2 separate regions of the Sus scrofa genome follow, and region 2 is linked to region 1. A link is a contact called in public Hi-C data. All regions are on one chromosome and are shown on one strand. The core of a region is the stretch at or near the end of the contact, and the rest is flanking DNA. Distances in the headings are between cores, read along the strand shown.

What was found. Hi-C and Micro-C count contacts between places; a contact is called where the count stands out from the background.
Region 2: a contact with region 1 is called in a Hi-C map of fetal heart ventricle, with 2.0 times the contacts expected there. The contact joins the promoter of TMEM39B here to the promoter of SPOCD1 in region 1. A contact is called at or near these places in 1 of 5 promoter capture datasets (liver), 22 of 47 Hi-C or Micro-C datasets (alveolar macrophages, blood, embryonic fibroblasts and 12 more) and 2 of 2 datasets of contacts at active chromatin or transcription factors (alveolar macrophages and skeletal muscle).

Annotation. Positions count from the first base shown.
Region 1 is chr6:88,347,134-88,352,115 of Sscrofa11.1, forward strand. It overlaps SPOCD1 (SPOC domain-containing protein 1), which reads right to left and starts at 2,061. Exons shown (of 15, transcript XM_021097602.1): 1 at 1,937-2,061; 2 at 880-1,934. The coding sequence starts at 2,060.
Region 2 is chr6:88,581,310-88,586,588 of Sscrofa11.1, forward strand. TMEM39B (transmembrane protein 39B) reads left to right here and starts at 3,982. Exons shown (of 9, transcript XM_021095796.1): 1 at 3,982-4,131. The coding sequence starts at 4,128.

The DNA.
Region 1 (4,982 bases), core at 811-3,310:
TTGGGCTTGTAACCTTACCTCTCTGGGCTTCGTGCGAAGACTAAATCAAAAGCGCCTAGCACATAACACCTATTCAATGGGATAAAAATTCGACTATGTGAGAAATATACATCCAAAACAGGGAGTGCCATCTTCTGCCTTTGGTGGATAAACATGTTCGCTGTGGTTATTAATAAAAACACCCTTCTTATTATCAGTAAAAGAACATTTGGAAAGGAATGGCCAGGCCCCAAATTCCTTGCTGTGTGAGCTTGGAGAAGTTCATTAACTTTTCTGAGCCTCAGTTTCCCCACTGGGAAATAGAGGGCTAATGCCTATCTCGCAAGGCTATGGTAACACTCGGGGAAAAGCAAATTTGACATAAAATGAATTTACCTTGTGCTGTGCGAGACACGTCATTTTACACCATCATCCCATTCAAGCCTCAAAACGACCCCATTAGACTGGGTTTTTTTTACAGATGAGAAACTTAAAGAGGTTAAAAAATATCCCAGGGTCACTCAGCTGGGAAGTGAGCAGAGATAAGATTTGAACCCAGTGGAGTTCCCGTCGTGGCGCAGTGATTAATGAATCCGACTAGGAACCATGAGGTTGCGGGTTTGGTCCCTGGCCTTGCTCAGTGGGTTAGGGATCTGTCGTTGCCGTGAGCTGTGGTGTTGGTTGCAAATGCAGCTTGCATCCCGTGTTGCTGTGGCTCTGGTGTAGGCCGGCAGCTACAGCTCCAATTAGACCCCTAGCCTGGGAACCTTCATATGCCACTGGAGCGGCCCAAGAAATGGCAAAAAGAAAAAAAAAAAAAAAAAAGATTTGAACCCAGAACTCAGGGACTCCGGAAAATAATGATGCCCTCCCTCTGCCAACCTCTCAGACTCAACTTACCAGTTTGGGGCAGCCTCCTGGGCTGGACTCCTCTGGTTGCTCCTGGTTGGAGTGGTCTGAGCATCTCTCAGTGTCCCCATCCTGGGCACAGGGCACTGGCCCCCTTCTCAGCTTTGTAGCATACTTGTATCTTCTCTGCCCTGCGGCCTGGCCTGATCTAGCTTTGCTGGCTGCAGGCTCCAGGGAGCTGGCAGAGGTGTCCGTGGAAGCAGTGAGTCCCTGCTCTGGCCTCCCTCCAGACACTGGCTGAGCCTCGACCTCTAGCTCCTCCTGGTCATGTGAGGTGTCAGGGCCATCCTCACCACCAGCCCCCAAGCTCTGCCCTGCTTCTTGCCACTCTGGGGAAGCCTTTCCAGACTCTCCCAGGCACAGTGCCGGGCTCTGTGGAGGAGCCTGGGTAGCTGGCTGAGGGAACTCTCCTCCACTGGACACTGGGGGCTCGACAGGGGCACAGGGTGTGTCTGGTGGGGCCCCATCCCCTGCAATGGGCAAAGATTCCAACTTCTCAATCCCTGAGGCACACTCCTCCCAACTTCCGCCTGGGTCTGCAGGCCCAGACCCAGTGTCCTTGCAAGAAAGTGGCCTGCAAGAAACTCCCACAGACTCCACATCAGCACCATGTGAGAGGCCTCCCCCAGACTGGGGCTTGTCCCCACCAGGGCTCTGGCCAAGACACAAGCCGCCAGCCCCCTCCTCACCCTCTAAGGGGGCCTCACACATCCTGCTTTTCTTTCTTGCCCCCACAGACATGCTCCAAAGATTCCTGGGCCCACTGCCAGCTAAGATGTCATGGAGAGAAACCAGGAGCCTCTTGCAGGTCTGGGCCCTCCCCTGGGCAGGCACTGTGGGCAACTGGATATGGAGCCTGGGGCCAGGCAGCAAGTCCTGCCTCTGTCCCACAGCTTGCAGCGCAGGGACCACCAGGCGGGCCTTGGCCTCCACACTGGCCCCAGGTGCACCCACAGCCTGGCAGCTGGCACCTTGAAGGGCCTCTTCCGGGTGGACCCTCTTCCTGCTGCCAGCCCAAACTGGAGCCCCAGAGCTTCCTCCTGCAGGTGTGGGGCCAGGCCTGACTGGGAGCCGGTTTCTTCCACATCCTCCTGGAAGAGCCCACAGCTGTCTCGGGGGCTGAGAACAGGGTCCTCTGCGCTGGAGCCCTCCACAGCCACCTGCCAAGACATGTCTGTCCACCTGCAGGGACCAACAGCAGAAGGCAGGCCCTGGGAGAGACAGAGACAGAGAGAGAGAGACCATCGCAGAGGCTCCAACCTGCCAGCCCCTTCAGGACATGGGGCAACTGGAAACCCGGGTAGCAGTCTCCCTTGTAGGTGGCACCTCCAGGGAGACAAGCATTCAAAAACCACTGAAGTAAGCACCCCCAGGAGGACCTGGCACCCCAGGTGAGGAAGGGGAAGCCTGTCGCCAAACAGGGTTGTGCTCCAGCCACCCTGAACATCTTCCCTGGTCTGAGGGTTCACGCTTTGCTTAAATGGGCTGTGCCAACAAGCTGTCATTCATTAATGACTTACTTAGGGCGACTGTTTCATTTCATGCTGGCAGCCAAAGGCCAAGAAACAGAGACTCCCCCAAGGACACGTGCTGATAGGAAGTGAATGAGCCGGGATTCCCTCCTGCTCGACAGAAAGCCCAACTCTAAACCATTCCCACGTGGAGTAGGCACTGAACGGGGTTAATTCCCACCCCCTCCATTGGTCTTGGTCTGAAGGACGCTCCAGACAGGTTCTTAGGCCTGAACAGGCCTGAGTTTCCACCGCTCAGGGAGCCCAGCCCCCCACGAGCCCAGAAGCTCTCACCTGGGGTTCCCGGGCTCACCCTCGCGGGGTTGCACCCCCAGCTGTAAGGGGGCTGGGACCACGTGATGCGGGGAGTGTTTGAGGGATGGGGCGGGGTCTCCGCTGCGGCGGCAAGGGGCGGTACCCCAGACGTGCTGACGTCTCTCTTCCAGAAGAGGGCGCCCGCTTCCTCTAGAGGGCTTCCCGGAGGAGGTGCCAATCCCTGGTGCCTGGTGCCAAAGGGCTTTGAATACCGCCTGAGAGTTTAAACTTGATCCTAGGGCACTGGGGAGTTATTGAAAGTGCCTAAACCCCTAGGGGAATGCAGAATCAGATCTAGATTTTTGCTCAATTATTTACTTATTATCTCAAATAGATTTTTTTTTTTTTTCTTTTTAGGACTACACCTGTGGCATATGGAAGTTCCCAGGCTAGGGGTCCATTTGGAGCTGCAGCTGCTGGCTGAAGCCACCGCCACCGCCACGTGGGGTCGCAGCCTCATCTGCAACCTATACCACAGCTCTAGGCAACCCTAGATCCTTAACCCCCTGAGCGAGGCCAGGGATCGAACCCATGTCCTCATGGATACCAGTTGGGTTTGTTACAGCTGAGCCACAATGGGAACGCCCTCAAATTTTTTAAGTTAAATTATAGTTGATTTACAATGTTGTGTTAGTTTCTGGTGTAGAGCAAAGTGATTCAGTTATATGTATGTACCTATTCTACTTCATATTCTTTTTCACTATGATTTATTATAGGATATTGAATATAATTCCCTGTGCTATACAATAGGACCTTGTTGTTTATCTATTTTATTTTATTTATTTTATTCTTTTAGGGCCGCACCCTCAGCATATGGATATTCCCAGTCTAGGGGTCCTATCAGAGCTGTAGCTGCTGGCCTACACCACAGCCACAGCAATGCGGGATCCGAGTCGCGTTTGCGACCTATGCCACAGCTCACGGCATCACCAGATCCTTAACCCACTGAGCGAGGCCAGGGATCCTACCCTCAACCTCAGGAATGCTAGTCAGATTCATTTCCGCTGAGCCGTGATGGGAACTCCTGTCTATCTATTTTATTTATGGCAGTGTGCATTTGCTAATCCCAAACTCCTAATTTGTCCCCCCACCCCCTTTCCCTTTTAGTAACCATAAGTTTATTTTCTATGTCTGTGAATCTGTTTCATAGATAAGTTCCTTTGTATCATATTTTAGATTACACATTTAAATGATAACATACATTTATCTCTCTCTCTCTCTCTTTTTTTTTTTTTTTTTTTTTTTAGGGCTGCACCCTCAGCATATGGAAGTTCCCAGACTGGGGGTCAAATAGGAGCTGGAGCTGCAGCTGCCATCCTACGCCACAGCCATAGCAATGCCCTACCTGATGTGTGTCTGCCACCTACACTGCAGCTCACGGTAACACCAAGCCCTTAACCTACTGAGTGAGGCCAGGGATGGAACCCTCATCCTCATGGATACTATTCAGGTTCATTACGGCTGAGCCACAAGGCAAACTCCTTGTTTTTCTCTTTCTGACTTACTTAACTTAGTAATCTCTAGGCCCATCATGTTGCTGCAACTGGTATTATTTCATTCTTTTTTATGACTGAGTAGCAGTCCATTCATCTTCTTTATCCATTCATCTGTCAGTGGACAGTTAGGCTCTTTCCATGTCTTGGCTGTTGTTAAGTAGTGCTGCTGGGAACACTGAGGTGCATCTACCTCTTCGACTTAGAGTTTCCTCTGGATATATGCCCAGGAGTGGGATTGCTGAACCCTATACTAGCTCTATCTTTAGTTTTTAAAAGAACTTCCATACTGTTTTCCATAGTGGTTGTGTCCCTAACCGTGGAGGAGGGCTCCTGTGTCTCCACACCCTCTCCGGCATTTGTGATTTGTAGACTTTTTTTGGCCATGCCCAAAGTTCCCAGGCCGGAGATTGAACCTGAGCCACGGCAGTGACCATGTTGAATCCCACCACTAGGCCACCAGGGGACCCCTGTAGACTTTTTAATGATGGCCATTCTGACCACTGCGAGGTGGTCCCTCATTGTGGTTTTGATTTATATTGCTCTGCGATATCGAGCTATTTTTACACGCCAGTTGTCTAGCTCTGTGTCTTCTCTGGAGAAATGTCTATTCAAGTCTTCTGCCCATTTTTTGATTGGGTTATTTTTTGTTTTGGGCTTGTTTTTTTGTTGTTGTTGTTATTGAGTTGTATGAACCATTTGTATATTCTGGAAATTAAGCCCTTGTCAGTCGCATCATTTGCAGGTATTTTCTCCCAGTCCACAGGTTGGCTTT
Region 2 (5,279 bases), core at 2,732-5,231, 240 kb after region 1:
CCAGTGCCCATGATATAATAGATGCTCAGAACTGTTTATTAGCCCGAGTTAAAATGAGTTCCCAGGAAAGACCTGGCCTCAGTTTTCTTTTCCTTTTCTTTTTTCTTTTTTTTTTTCTTTTTCTTTCTTTCTTTTTAGGCCAGAACCACAGCATATGGAAATTCCCAGTCTAGGGGTCCAATCAGAGCTATGGCTGCCGGCCTACACCAGAGCCACAGCAATACAGGATCTGAGCTGCATCTGCGACCTACACCACAGCTCACGGCAACACCAGATCCTTAACCCACTGAGCGAGGCCAGGAATCGAACCCTCCTCATCCTCATGGATACTAGCTGGACTCGTTTCTGCTGCGCCACAACAGGAACTCCTGGCATCAGTCTTCTACGTAATATTCCTGAAATCCTTTAGCTTCTGTTCCCAATTGGCCTTCCTTTCAAGAGCCGGTTTGGCACTACCTCAGTGCAACTGAACTCATCCTTACGGAATGTTTATTGTGGGCCAGAGAGTGTTAGGCTTTAGGGTATTCAGAAATTAACAAGATACACTTCAAACTCAGTACTCTCAAGAGGTTAGAATCAGCTCTTCTGACCAGAATTTCTTCGGCTAGAAAAAGAAATCTCAGGGGGTTCCCATTGTGGCTCTGTGGCAATGAACCAGACTAGTATCCATGAGGTTGCGGGTTCAATTCCTGCCCTCACTCAGTGGATTAAGGATCCGGCATTGATGTGAGCTGTGGTATAGGTCGCAGATGCAGCTCTGATCCTACATGCCTGTGGCTGGGGCTGTGGCCAGCAGCTGCAGCTCAGATTCATCCCCTAGCCTGGGAACTGCCATATGGAGGTGTGGGTGTAAAAAGTGAAAGAAAGAAGGAAAGAAAGAAAGAAGAAAGAGAAAGAAAGTAAGAAGAAAGAGAGAGATAGAAAGAAAGAAAGAAAGAGAGAGAGAGAGAGAAAGAAAAGAAAGAAAGAAAGAAAGAAAGAAAGAAAGAAAGAAAAAGAAAGAAAAGAAAAGAAAAGAAAAGAAAAGAAAAAGAAAGAAGAAATCTCAACCCTACTTTCTACTCTGCTCTGGGACCTGGTCATTGCCCTCCCTTGGCCTCTTTTTCCCCAGAAGAGAAGACCTGACTGGGTGTAAAATCTGTAATTTATTAGATATATCTGTGTTGAATTAAATTCCATATTTCCATTTGCCGAGGCTAAAAATCTTGGAGTAATCCTGATCTTCTGTTTCTTCCATGTACCTATCAAATTTTATCTTCAAATCCAGAATCCAATCGTGTCTCATCACCCCACACAATCTGGTCCAAACCATCAGTATGTCTTGCTAAGATCTTTGCCATAGCATCCTGGTCTCCCTGATTCCATTCTTGTGCTCCTACAGACTATCCTCACAGGGAAGTTGGAGAGATTCTTTCAGAATGAAATTTCAAACCCTCCAGTAGCTCCCTATCTCATTCAGAGTAAAAGCCACAGGTCCAGTCCTTCTCACATCCAACTCTCTTGTTTATTCCATTCCGAGCTACACTAGCCTACTTGCTGTTTCTTTTTCTCTTTCTTCTCTTTCTTTTTTTTTTTTTCTTAGGGCTGCACCTGTGGCATATGGAAGTTTCCAGGCTAGGGGTCAAACAGGAGCTGCAGCTGCCAGCCTACACCACAGCCACAGCAACTAGGATCCAAACCGCATCTGCCACCTACAGCGGGGCAACGCCAGATCCTTAACCCACTGAGCCAGGCCAGGGATCAAAACCAAATCCTCACGATACTAGTCAGGTTCTTAACCTGCTGAGCACAACAGGGACTCTTCCTTGCTGTTTCTTAAAACACTAGAGGCAGGCTCATACCTGAGGTCCCTTCCAATGACTTTTCCTCTCTGCCTGGAATGCCCCCTTTCTCCAGATACCTGTGTGATTGACACAATCATTTCTTTCAAGTGTTTGTTGAAAAGTCACCTTCTAAATGAAGCCAGACTCTAAATTGCAACCTCCCATCCCCCTTTCCTGTTTTCCTCCACAGGAATCATTCCCTTCTAACATAACACAGAATTTACTTTTTTTTTTTTTTTTTTTTGTCTTTTTAGGGCCACACATGCAGCAAGTGGAGGTTCTGAGGCTAGGGGTCGAATCGGACCTGTGCTGCTGGCCTACGCCACAGCCCTAGCAACACGGGATCTGAGCCAAATCCCAGACCTACACCAGAGCTCACTGCAACGTCGGATCCTTAACCCACTGAGAAAGGCCAGGGATCAAACCTGCATCCTCTTGGATGCTAGTCAGATTCATTTCCGCTGAGCCATGACAGGAACCCCCAGAATTTACTATTTTTGTTTCTGTCCATCTCCTCCCACTTAACTGTAAGCTCTGTGAATATTAATTAAATATCTACTAAATCACTTAATTAATTGAATATTATTATCTATTATGTGTCAAACACCATGCTAAAGTGATGGGGTACCATGTGATTAAGACAGCTTTGTAAGTCCTATGAGGATAGAAATAATGAGTGCTAGTACCTCATTTATTGAGTGCTTTGTGTTAAGTACTTGCCAAACATAATAATAGTAATGATGGCTAACTTTTCTTAAAACAAACTGTTCTAGGAGTTCCCACTGTGACTCAGCAGTAACAAACCTGACTAGTATCCATGAGGATGAGTGTTCAATCCCTGGCCTCACCCCCTCGCTCAGTGAATTAAGTCTCCAGCATTGCTGTGAGCTGTGGTGTAGGTCATAGACGCTGCTTGGATCCCACGTGGCTATGGCTGTGGCTGTAGCGAAGGTCAATTGCTGCAGCTCAGATTCAACTCCTAGCCTGGGAACCTCCATATGCTGCGGGTGTGGTCCTAAAAAGCAAAAAAAAACAAAAAACAAAAAACCAAAAACCACAAAAAACAAACCCAAAACAGAAAACACACACATGCACAAATAAAAAAACTAAAACAAAACTGTTCTACATGCATTATCTCACTTAATCCTCACCAAGACCCTTAAAGTGAATATTACTAGTAATGAGCAAGAAACAAGATTTCAAGTCTTGGAACTGGCAAAATCAGGATTTGAACTAAGGTGGTGAGAGAAGAGCAGGGTCAGATAAGAGAAATAACTAGAACTTAGGGTCAGCAAGACTAGGTGGAAGATTGGTTGTGGGGGTTGATGGAACAGAGGAAGTGACTCCCAGGTTTTGATTGGGGTAAACGGAGGAACAATAAGGCCAAAGAGAAAGATGAAAGCCTTGGGCATCTATCCAGAGAAAACCGTGACTCAAAAAGACACGTGTACTCCAATGTTCATTGCAGCACTATTTGCAATAGCCAAGACTTGGAGACAACCCAAATGTCCATTGACAGAGGAATGGATAAAGATGTGGTGCATATACACAATGGAATATTACTCAGCCATTAAAAGGAAAGAAATAACAGCATTTTTAGCAACATGGATGGACTTAGAAATTATGCTAAGCGAAGTCATTCAGACAATGAGACACCAACATCAAATGCTATCACTTACATGTGGAATCTGAAAAAAAAACACAATGAACTTTGCAGAACAGATACTGACTCACAGACTTTGAAAAACTTATGGTTTCCAAAGGAGACAGGTTGGGGGGTGGGGGCATGCGCTGGGGATTTCGGATGGAAATGCTATAAAATTGGGTTGTGATGATCATTGTACAACTGTAAATGTAATAAATTCACTGAGTTCAGAAAAAAAAAAAGCCTAATTTGCGACAAAGCGAGTTTTGAGGCGCCAGTGGACCACTCATGGATGCAGGAACCGAGAGGGGTTCTGACCTCCTCCCTTATCTTCGAAGAGGAGCTGAGAGAAGGTACGCAAGGGAAGAGCAGGAGACAGCTTCCCTCTCTCTTGGGTTATTCGGCAGCAGCTGCAGGAAGGGTGTGGAGGACCGCGAGACAAAGAGCGCGCGGCTCTGCCTTTGTCCGCGCGGCCCCTTTAAGAAGCGCGCCCCCAACTGCTAGCCCGCCTTGTATGCAAATTTGGCGGCGAAGCGGTAGCGCGCAGCTGATACCCGGGGACTGGGCTGCGGCGGTTAGTCCTCTCCCGGCCGCCGTCGCCTCCGACATATTGCCCGCAGAAGCTGCGGCGGCGAAGCAGAAAACGCCGGGGGGAGGAGATGGGTGAGCAGCGCGGGTCCGGCTTGGCCCGGCAACGGGCGCGCTCGGGGGTTAGGTTGGCCAAGCTGCTAATTGCTCCCCCACGCGGACAGGATCCTGGCGAGGGGAGGGGGAGGGGATGTGGTCGCAGAGGGACCCCGCCCCCTCCTTTCGTTTTGCGGGTGGGGCCTCTTGTGGGGGCGGGACATTGGAGCGGAGGGAGGGGCTTCTAAAATGTAGACGCTCCTGGGGGCTTTGGTGAGGACCCACTCTGAGGACTAGAGAGGGCGGGGTTTGGCAGTAGGCGTGGCCTTGATGCTAAGAGAGGCGTCCGTGTGCTGTAGGCCCTAGTGCAGGGGCAAACTTTCGGGGTTGCAGGGGCTTTGTACTGGGGGAGGTGGAGCAGGAAGGAGACCTTGCAGAAGAAGGGACCCCACTCTGGAACCGGGCTTCTGGGCAGAGAGAGCTTTTATTGGCTTGTAGGCAGGTTTTCTGGGCTGACAAGTGTGTGTGGGTGGGGCTTCTGGGTTGAGGGGCTTTATGTGGGTGCAGAGCTTCTAAAGAGGGGAGAGTGGGTGTGGGCAGAGCATTCGGACTGAAGGTGCCTGTGTGAGGTTTTCTAAGCCAGGAACAGTAGTGCGTGAACAGAGCTTTGGAGCTGGGGTCTGGTTGGGGGCAGAGCTCCTGGACAAGAACTTTTTGGAGATGTGTGGGAAGAGCTTCCAGGCTAGAAGCTAGGGCAGGGTGTGTGTGTGTGTGTGTGTGTGTGTGTGTGTGTAGAGCTTACAGGCTAGAAGCTAGGGCAGGGGTGTGTGTGGGTGGGTGGGTGGTTGTAGGTTGCTGTGCTGCCATGAGGAGATATGAACAGGCTATAACTCAGTGGGACTAGGGTGGTGCCCAGGATCTTTGTGCAGGGCAGTGCCTGGGACCTTGGGCTAGGCTGCTAAGCCTAGAGAAAGAGGTTGTGGGTCCAGCATTCTTCCAGAGCCCATATCCTTGACACTGTGCTCAGGCCCTAGGACCTGACCATGAGAATCCAGGATGCTCCTTGAGCTGGATCTTGGGTCCTGCAGGCAGAAACTTCAAGAGTACCCAGAAGTGTCAGCCTACAGAGATTTAGAGTATCCAAAAGGAGCAGTGTTCACCAACGCTAAGAGCACAAGCCCCAGACT